2 separate regions of the Pan troglodytes genome follow, and region 1 is linked to region 2. A link is a contact called in public Hi-C data. All regions are on one chromosome and are shown on one strand. The core of a region is the stretch at or near the end of the contact, and the rest is flanking DNA. Distances in the headings are between cores, read along the strand shown.

Region 1 (5,694 bases), core at 878-3,377, 320 kb before region 2:
TTTGGGAATAAATTTTTAGGAGAAGGAAAAACTATCTGCTCCTCATCCTGATGGGGCCCTTTCTCAAAAGACCTGTCTCATTCAGGCTGCTGGCCTTCAAGGAGGGTCCAGGAAAATTCTCCTCTAAAATCACCTCTCTGCCTTGAAGCTGTTATTCATTAGCCCTGATCAAAATGAATATTCTAAATATCTCAAAACCAGCACTCTGAATGTTTCACATAGGAGGGAGAAAACTGAAATGTAAAACTGGACAGCCTCTCCGGTAAAGTTATAGCTAGACATCCTGTTTTTCTAAACAGCCGCAAGACACAACACAGAATTAAGTGCTGCCACCAACGTGGGAAGTAATGAACATCTTAAAAAGTACTGCACACAAGCTAAATATTTCCTTATAATTCAAGCCACTCCCACCCAAAAAATGCATTTTGGATCACTACCGTTACTGGTGAAAGGCAGTCAACAATATTATATTTAAATGTGCACACTTCACAGTCAATGGGAATTTCTTGTAAAAGTTAAAAGCTTTACAGTACTGTATCTGTTGCAGCAATAAACCCTCTATGATGCTACAAATTCCCAATAAAACGTCAGTAATTATTTTTCTACACGCAATCATCATATCATCATACAGAGAAAAAAACCAGAAATTCAAGTTCTTAAGTGGGTGTATTTTAACAGGAATTAAGGGCACTTGGAGAAAATCCAAGATGACAATCCTTGAGAGTCACATCTCCATCCCAAAGCTACTTAACGCTAATGGCAAATACCACTCTAACATTTATGAAATCAATACTCCTGTTGTCCTCAACCTCTTAGCCACTTGCCATCCACACAGCACCAGCTCACTTAGGGAACAGTGTGCACCCAGGACACCCACGGCCGAACAGACCGCTGGCCGCTTCCCTGCTGAGGTGGCCTGGGTTCCCACCTTCTGAACTTGGGGCCGGCCTGCCTCAGGCCCTGTCACATGGCGTGGGAGGAGCCGGGAAGGCCACCGTTGCCAGGTGTTCAGGCTCGGCCCCTAACGTTTATTTGCCTTGCAAAGTGGCCCGAACGCCTGTGCCGCTTGGACAGGGGGTGGGGAGGACCGGGGGCCTCCCCGCCTCTCCTCCCTCTACACCCACAGCCGCCCTGTCACCTGGTCGTCCTCACCTGAGTGGGCAGCAGGAGTTCCCCTTCTTCTGCCTGCCACAGCTCCACCACGTTCGGCAACGGCTCAATCGCTGCAGGAACACCAAAAAATACACCACGTTTTTAATGCACGCTAAAGAAACGCTTCCTGTTTCCCCTATCGTCCCTCCGTGCCCCCCGCCTCACCAAAACATGTCTCTTTTTCCTCCTGGGAACAGAGGCCATCCCAGGGGCGAGCCAAGGATAAAAATACAATGGGTGGGGTGTGAGCCGGCGGCCCCTCGGACGCGAAGGCGACAGCGTGCAGGCTCGGGGTGCTCGTGCTGGGGGTGGGGGGACGAAGTGGGAGTGAAGACACCCCACGAGGCACTCCGGGCTCCGCAGCCCGAGCATCTGGAGTGTGGACCCTGGGCGGCCAGGCTCGGGGGAACAAAGCTGCAGGAAGCCGGGCCGCTGCGGGGCACCCGCGCGCGCCACACAAAGCGGGGGCTGCGCCCGGGGCGCAGGGGCCCGCGCACAAAGGCTCCAGGGCGCGAGCGGCTAGCGGTCCCCAAGCCCCGCGACTGCCCCGCTCTCCAGCTGTACGGGGCAGAGGGGCGCGGGACGGGACGCTGTGGTCAGAAAATGTTATCAGCGGAGAATTGCAACAGCTTTCCTTCCTCCTCCTGCCCCTTTCCCTTTCCTCCCCTCGCCCTCTTATAGATTTCAGCAGTTCCCTAAAAGAAAGAGCGGGGGCGGGGTGGAGAGGCAGAGCGAGCCCAGCGGCGCAAGGCTGACCTTGTCCCTGAGCCCCTCCCGGGCGACAGCAGGGCAGCAGGACCTGGAAGACGCCCAGCAGGAGGTTCACGGCCGCGGCGGTGCGGCAGTAGCAGCCGGGCTGCGGGCGTCGGAGCCCCGCCATGCTGCTGCTCGCGCTCCTCTCCGTTGCTCGCCGCGCTCGCCACTAGCTCGCTGGCGCCCCAGCTGCCTCGGCCCGGGCCCGCCCCCGTGCCGCCCCGCCCCGCCCCGCCCCGCGCCGCACCACCCCCGCCGCTGCCGCAGCTGCTGCAGCTCCAGACCCGGGCGCGCCGCTTGCTCTGAGCGCGTGTGCGCCGCAGATAGGGAGGGACGGAACGCGGCGGGGTGCGGGGGAAAGTGGACAATGCGAACCCGCGGGTGCCCCGCCCCGGCGCGGAGCACATGGCCGCGGGCCCGCCCCGCAGCGCGCACTCTGCGGGGCCCGGGCGCTTTCCTCGGCTGGGACGGGGTCGCTTAGAGCTGTCCGCGGGGACTAGCGGCCCACTTTTGCCAAGTGCATTTTCATGAACTTTTGGGTGGTTGCCGCTTTGTCGAGGCGCTTGGGCCACGGTCGAGAGATTACCCTCGAGGGAGGAGGTGGCGGTGGAGGTGGGAACGAGGAGTCGCCAAGCGAGAGGCCTTGGACACAGGATATTAGTGGAAATAATGCAGTGGTTGTCAGGAAACGCGAGTGCAGCCACATGGCCACTGCCAGTTATGCAGCGAGGATATCCGGTGGCTGCAAAGTCTGTAATTTAGAATAAAAAGAGCTCTCCCAAAACCCAAGAGGCAGACCTCAGCGCCGCGTGGCGGTAGTGCGCCCGGCACCCTCTGTGGACACTGTCCAGGTCCTGACAGGTGGGGAAGACTCTTCCTAGGGGATTTATAGCTTCAAAGACCCTGCAAATACTCCCTTTTGGAATCATATTGCAAAATTCAGCCAGCCTCTCCTGAAATATGGTTGGGGTCGAGGATGTGGTTAGTTGCCTGTTTCTAACATTAGTAGGATAATGGAAGTAATACGTGGAAATACATTTCCTAGTTCCAGGTTTTGATGCCTATAACTAACAAGTCCAAAATCTGGCATCTCTTTAAGTTAACATCCTGCCTTTACCAGCGATGTCGCAAACAAGGGCTTATTCAGAAATCAATTTGCATAACCTAGAAGTATGGGCAATCTTATGATTTTTTAAAGTTAACTTACTGCGTCCACTGTAGCTTGTATGAAATTCAGAGAATATGAACAATATAGTATGAAGAGGGGAAGTGATGGGACACCCTGTTTACCTTAATCCTCTGTTTAATTGCTCCTTGTGCCTTACAAGCCAGACTATAGAAAACCAGTGCTTGCATAGCAGACACAATCCTGAGAAGGACAAAATGAAATCTAGATCCTCTCTCCTAAAGACGTAATACAGTACTGTGAACACAGTCTCACACTGTCTGCATTTAACTCCAAACAAGGTTAAATAGTCTAATTGCTTGGCCAGACTTAACATTTAAGTAGATTAGCATAAACGTAAGTTGTTGATGTGAGAAAAAAAAGGGACACTTTGCATTTTCCAACTTGAATACCTCCAGTAGTCTCTGTTTCATACTTTTTTCTGTATTCCTTGCCAACATCTTCCTTTATTTAGCAAGGATCTCCAGTGCCATCTCAATGTGCCCTTTTTTTCTCTTCACTTCTCCAAGTTTCTATTTGCCCCTTGGATTCTGAAGGTCCCCCACTGAGTTAAAGGGACCTCCAGTGACAGGAATATTTGCACAGCCCACTTAAGCAGTAACTACACCTTCAAAGTTTGCTTCTAAATGAAAGTTCTCTCATGGGCCTATTTATTTACAGAATGTAATTTTAAGTCCTCATATGAGTATAATACGTATAAAGGAAAGCAAGCAAACATTAACAGCCTAACCGGTTTTGTTAAACAGATGCAAAGTTGTGATACAAAACTTTTTTGCTAACATTTAAATTACTTTACTCTTTTACTAATAAAGTCTTTCCCACATTAATGAGTATCACAGCATCAATGGAAATGACTTAAAAGATAGAGTAACATTGCTATGGACCATATGTAAATACTGCTATAGCTTTTTCTAGACTTTGTAAGGCCAGCTTGATTTTTCAAGTTGTGGTCTTGTGGACTTTACAAAATGGGTAATGCTATTTGACTGTTGTTCACAGAGCCAAAAGCATGTATCTGCTGTGCCATGGGGTTGGAGAGGGATACGGGATTACACAGCTGTCTTCTTAGATAAATCTGACCTACTTAGCCTCCTCTGGAGTTATTTTTCATGCTGACTCATGGACAACAGGAAAGTTATGGCCCATTAAGCAGCATCCATGTTTTGGAGTAACCTTGTTCTTCAAAGAAGACTCCTGTGTCATTTGTGCTATATTTCCATTATTCCCCTTGTCAATCCTAGATATTGTCACAGAATATTAGAGCTGGAAATTTTTTAGAAATCATTTAATAGCCCAACTGCCTCATTTTACAGAAGAAACCAAAGCCCATAGAGAATTTTAAAATCCAAGTTATAGAACTCCTTTAAAAATTTTTATTTATAAATTGTTTTGAGACAAGGGTAGTGATGAAGAAAAAGGCTAGGTATGGGAAATACCTAGATCTAAAAACTAATAATAATTTTCTCTAAAAAGCCAAGGAGTCATATTTAATTCATCTTTCCTTTACACCCTTTAAATCTATGAATTAGTCCTATGGTGCCCTACTCCGTACTATTTCCCATACCTAGCCTTTTTCTTCATTACTACTCTGATCTCACTCTTTCACCCAGTCTGAAAGGCAGTGGCCCAATCTTGGCTCACAGCAACTTCTGCCTCCTTGGCTCAAACAATACTCCTGCCTCAGCCTCCCAAGCAGCTGGGACCACAGAGGCAGGCCACCACACATGGCTGATTTTTGTATTTTTGTAGAGACATGGTTTCACCATGTTGCCCAGGCTGGTCTTGAACTCCTGGGCTCAAACAATATACCCACCTCGGCCTCCCAAAGTGCTGGAATTACAAGTGCAAGCCACCCTGTCCAGCCAGAGCTGCTTTTAGTGGCAGAGTTATGGAGAAGTATATATGAAATAATGTTAACTGAAAAAAAATTAATGTAAACACAAAATAACTCAATATGAAAATTACAGGCCAGGCAAGGTGGCTCATGCCTGTAATTCCAATATTTTGGGAGGCCAAGGTAGGAGGATTGCTTGAGCCCAGGAGTTCAAGACCAGCCTGGGCAACATAGTGAGACTTTGTCTTTATAAATTTTTGTTTATTTGTTTGTTTGTTTGAGATGGAGCCTCACTCTGTCACCCAGGCTCAAGTGCAGTGGCGTGATCTCAGCTCACTGCAACCTCTGCTTCCTGGGTTCAAGCATTTCTCCTGCCTCAGCCTCCTGAGTAGCTGGGATTACAGGCGCCCACCATCATGCCTGGCTTTGTGTGTGTGTGTGTGTGTATTTTTAGTAGAGACGGGGTTTCACCATGTTGGTCAGACTGGTCTTGAACTCCTGACCTCGTGATCCACCCACTTCAGCCTCCCAAAGTGCTGGGATTACAGGCGTGAGCCACCGCACCTGGCCCAAAAATTTTTTTAAAGAGCCGAGCATGGTGGCACACACCTGTAGTCTGTATTCCCAGCTACTCAGGAGGCTGAGGTGGGAGGATTGCTTGAGCCTAAGAGTTCAAGGCTTCAGTGAGCCAAGATTGCACCACTGCACTCCAGCCTAGGTGACTGAGTGAGACCCTGTCTCCAAAAAAAAAAAAAAGAAAAGAAAAGAA
Region 2 (4,996 bases), core at 365-2,864:
ATTCCTTCTTAGGGGAGTCCTTCATCTTCAAGCCAGTACGGATGCATTGAATCCCCCCTGTGCTTCAAATCTCTCTGACTTTCTTTTTTGCTTGCCAGCATTTAAAGGGCTCACATGATTAGATTAGATCCCCTCAGATAATCTTGCTTTACCCTGTAAGATAATCATGGGAGCGATAGCTTAAGTTTTATAATCATAAATTTGACCCATAATCAAAGAGGTAGTGATTATCAAAGGGCTAGGTCACTAGGAGTCATTTTTAGAGCTCTGCTTACCATACCCAGCCATTCCACTCCTAGGTATCTACCTAAGAAAAGTAAAAACATATGTCTACCCAAAGACTTGTAGGTGAATATTTATATCAACTTTATTCATAATAGCTAAAAGCCAGAATGAACTCAAATGTCCATTAATTGGTGAATTAATAAAACAAATCGTGGTATATCCACTCTGTAGAATACTACTTACCAAGAGAAAGACACAGACTCCTGACATGCATCACAAGAAGAAATCTCAGAAGCACCATGTTACATGACAGACTACATATGATTTAATTTATAGGAAATTTTAGAAAAAGCAAAACAGGAGGCAGATCAGTGGATGCCTGGGGTCAGAAGGTAGCGGGAAGGGACTGGCCGTAAAGGGGCACAAGGGAACTTCAGGAATGATGGACGTGTGCTATGTCATGATGTGGTGGCAGTGACAGGACTCTATACATTTGTCAATACTCATTGAATTGTACAGTTAAAATCAGTGAATTTCATTGTATGTAAATTATAACAACAAAATTGGCAAAACAGTCTTTTTAAATACTTTATTCAGCAGTTTAAGATGCTCTATATTGGGAGTTTCTCTACACATTTAATTCACAAAATTCATGTGAGACTTTCTTAACATGCCTAAATATGTCTATATTTTAACCGATAGCACTTACTGTAGGTGGGCTTGCATACGTATTTGATGATTACCTAGCTCCCTTGTGCTAGACCGTAAACCCAAGTGGACAGGCCACCATTATACCCATACCTGGCACATACTGGGCCTTTAAGAAATATTTGTTGAATAAATGCATAACCCCTCCCCCAGAGCAAATCTGAACACTGGAAAATCTGATTATACATCTTTCCTCCAGCTGATCTCTGATTACCTTCGATTTCATTACTAAAATCTTTTCTGAGCCACAGATGAAAGTGGGAGTTAGAAATCTTTCATTTAACCCCATTATGTTATAGAAACCACTTATCCTGGCTGCATTTATCTGGGCTGCATGCCCAGTGTGCACTCAAGAGTGTCACCATATGGGCTGAGAGGGAGGACATTCAGCAGCCAAGGGCTGCGTCTGTGGGCTGCTGTGTCTGACCTTGCTGATCTCCTTCCATTTCCAGTCTTCTTTTGTTACCACAGACTAAGCATCCTATTTCACCTCAAGGCTTAAATCCAAGGTTTTCCTTTTAATGCATACATAATTCCTCTAAGCATTAAAACATAGTATTAGTCAGAGGGCAATGTGATTGGAATCAGGTGAGAAATCAATGGAAGCCAAAGAATGCAGAGGCCTTTGGGCTGGAGCCAACAGCCCCTTCGGAGAGGACTGAGGCCAGGAAGGCACCAGACGTTTCTCTGTTTAGGGAATGAATTACATCATCCATTCATTTGACCTTGGTCTTCAGTTACTTATCTATAAATGCCACACCCTCCTCCTTTCCAGGTCAGAACCAAGGTGCAAAAATGCCAAGTGCCAAAATCCTTCCTGGTTATTGTGATCGATCAACAGGAAAAAAACAAAACAAAAAATAACAACAACAAAACACACACACACACAAGAATCAGGCATTTCTCTTGTCTTTGTTCTTTGTATAGAAATCTGTAAGCACAAATTGTATAAATTTGGTGGCTTCTCTTAAAATGTAATGTAGTACACATTGGCTATTTGATACCCTGCATCTATATTCTCTCCTGGCTACAAGAACACAGATTTCCAGAGTGAATTTGGCTTGAGTGGGACTGAACCCTCCCCAAGTGCCTGGAGTGGTTTCTGGCTGGCTTAAACCAACGGGCACACCCACCATGGCCCCAAGCCAAATGGACTGGTTTGGAGACTGGCACTACCAAATCAGAGGCAACAAGCCAGGAGGACATTTGCCGGGGCTTTTGGGAAGAATAAACCTATTTTATAGTAGCTCTGAAAAAGAGACCATCCTTTTTACCCGAATGGTGAATTTTGGAGCAGCTACAGCCTTTTTCCAGTAATCGAGATCCTGGAGCAGCCTCTGGGGCCACCTTGTGGAATCTGTGGATAAAGCCAACACCATATAAAGCAGATTGAGGACAGAAGGCAGGCTGTTGGTGACATTTTTTGAGCTGCTGGATCAAATGTCACCTGAAATTATTACCTTTAGAGTTTTAGTTACCATTAAGTCAATAAACTACCTTTCTCTTATAGGCCAGCCTGGTTTCAATTTCCTTTTGTATTTTGTGCAAATCACTTTCATTTGTAATTTTTAAAAAAAAATTTTTATTTATTTATTTTATTTATTTTTTGAGACAAGGTCTTCCTCTGTTGCCCAGGCTAGAGTGCAGTGGCGCCATCTCAGCTCACTGCAACCTCCGCATCCCAGGTTCAAGCAATTCTCGTGCCTCAGTCACTGAGTAGTGGGGATTACAGGTGTGTGTCAACACACCCGGCTAATTTTTGTGTTTTTAGTAGAGACAGGGTTTCGCCATGTTGCCCAGGCTGGTCTTGAACTCCTGAACTCAAGTGATCTGCCTGCCTCGGCCTCCCAAAGTGCTGGGATTACAGGCGTGAGCCACCATGGCTGGCCAAGTCTGTTCTTAACCAGTTCTCCATACTCTTCTCAAGTCAAACCTGTCTACCACAGTTGAAATCATTCCAGTATTTCATCCAAACAACAGTCATTCATTACTACCTTACCCTAATCCAACCGGAGATCATGAAAGCTCTTTTCTGTAAATGAACCACCCTCCACCTGCCCTGAAATTCCTGCCACTCTTTGTCTCTCAGGGCTGACACAGAGGAGGAGAGAACTCCTTGCAGAAGTGGGAAAGTTGTGGGTTTGGAGATTCACACTTTGCTTTCCCACCCATCAGTTAAAATCTTAGGCACCCTCAGTCGGAAATCTCCCTTTCGCAGACCAAAGCAGGCAGCTCCTTTGGAGAAGCCTAGAGCCCTTCCACCTCCTCTTCATTTCTGTGGCTGCCTGGCAGCTGCTGGCTGCACACCTGTGCACAGGGCTCCATTGTTTTCCCTGTGCACTTGTCTCATGCTTTCTCTTAAAATGTTGCCCCTTCTCATTCTTGAAGCACAAAAGCACATAGCATGGGTCTAATATATTGTCAACAATTTTTTTTTTTGAAATAGAAAGAAAGAGGCTGGGCATGGTGGTTCATGCCTGTAATCCCGGCACTTTGGGAGGCCAAGGCGGGTGGATCACCTGAGGTCAGGATTCCGAGACTAGCCTGGCCAACATGGCAAAACCCTGTCCCTACTAAAAATACATATTAGCCGGGCATGGTAGCACATGCCTGTAATCCCAGCTACTCTGGAGGCTGAGGCAGAAGAATCACTTGAACCCAGGAGGCAGAGGTTTCAGTGAGCTGAGATGCATCACTGCACTCCAGTGTGGACTACAGAGCAAGACTCTGTTAAAGCAAAAAAAAGAAAGAAAGAAAGGGAAGGGAAGGGAGGGGAAGGGAAGGGAAGGGAGGAGGGAGGGAGGGAGGGAAGGTAGGAAGGGAGGGAGGGAGGGAGGGAAGGAAGGAAGGAAAAGAAGAAAGGAAGGAAAAGAAGAAAGAAAGAAAAAGAAAGAAAGAAAGAGAAAGAAGGAAAGAAGGACAAAGAAAGAGAAAGAAAGAAAGACAGAAAGAAAGAAAACAGAAAGAAAGAAAGAGGAAAAGAAAGAAAAGTATTTGAACAGCAGTGTGGTCTGTCACTGGCTGGCTGGTTCTGCAAGGGGAACTGGGATTTTTGCAAGCACCTACCCAGCTCCTCTATGCATGTCTTTTTTTTGAGCTGCCCCACACTCTAGTAGGCAGGTATCTTATTCCCATTTTACAGATGGGGAGACAGGAGGACTTGCCCAGGGTCACAGAGCAGTGGTGGGGCCACTCTTTGAACCAGGCTGTGTGGTTCTAATGCTTAAGCTCTCATACTGCACCACCCAGGGAAAAGCCAGGACTGTGGGCTGGGGGCAGCTGGGCCTTCAGGTTGAGAATGAGAAGCACTGCCGTACCAAAGGCCACCAGGATTGCCAATCAAAGCAGGAATTAAGGCCCCACGTGGCACCTAATAAAAGGCTGAGGAGAGCATGGCCTTAGAGTCAGGAGCAACAGGGAGGCCAGGCACAGTGGTTCGTGCCTATAATTCCAGGACTTTGGGAGGCTGAGGTGGGAGGATGGCTTGAGCCCAGGAGTTTGAGACCAGCCTGGGCAACATAGGGAAACCCTGTCTTTAAAAAAAAATTAAAAACTAGCTGGATGTGATGGCATACACCTGTGGTCCCAGCTACTCAGGAGGCTGAGCTGGGAGGATCATCTGAGCCTGGAGGCAGAGGTTGCAGTGAGCCGAGATTGCACCACTGTGCTCCAGCCTGGGTGACCCTATCTCAAAGAAAAGAAAAGAAAAGAAAAAGAACGTCAGGGAAGTGGGGAAGGGACAAGGGACAAGGAGTGTGGCAAAGGACCAGAAGCAAAAACCCAACTTTTTGTTCCCTTCATTTTGCCCAAAGTAGCCACAGCTTTAATGGGGAGTGCAGGCAGCAGCGGCCTGGTGAGGGCTGCTGCATCCCGGGGGACTGAGGTCACAGTCTCACTGTTGCTCAGAACTCCATGGTAGCTTCTTTCTGCTGAGCAGAGCCTTCCCCTGAATTCCTGTTAAACCTCAATCTTTCCTGGTCATATGAACATTCATTATGTGGTTTTATGACATTTTGTCATCCTCTATTCCCTGTCTCCAACAACCCCAACAAAAACTTGCCTT

The links. A called contact is a pair of places that touch in the nucleus more often than the background predicts.
Region 1: a contact with region 2 is called in a Hi-C map of stem cell-derived neural progenitor cells, with 4 times the contacts expected there. The contact joins the promoter of TMEM131L here to the enhancer-like site in region 2. A contact is called at or near these places in 1 of 7 Hi-C or Micro-C datasets (stem cell-derived neural progenitor cells) and 1 of 1 datasets of contacts at active chromatin or transcription factors (stem cell-derived excitatory neurons).

Annotation. Positions count from the first base shown.
Region 1 is chr3:155,245,070-155,250,763 of NHGRI_mPanTro3-v2.0_pri, reverse strand. It overlaps TMEM131L (transmembrane 131 like), which reads right to left and starts at 2,127. Exons shown (of 35, transcript XM_063809115.1): 1 at 1,909-2,127; 2 at 1,153-1,223. The coding sequence starts at 2,032.
Region 2 is chr3:154,920,754-154,925,749 of NHGRI_mPanTro3-v2.0_pri, reverse strand. No RefSeq gene overlaps it. Among named protein-coding and RNA genes, the nearest start is that of TRIM2, 9.5 kb to the left of the region's middle. Within about 2 kb of position 1,614, at least 10 of the 24 cell types and tissues checked have an H3K27ac peak or open chromatin away from gene starts, as enhancers often do. A contact at or near this core is called in stem cell-derived neural progenitor cells, where this site is marked.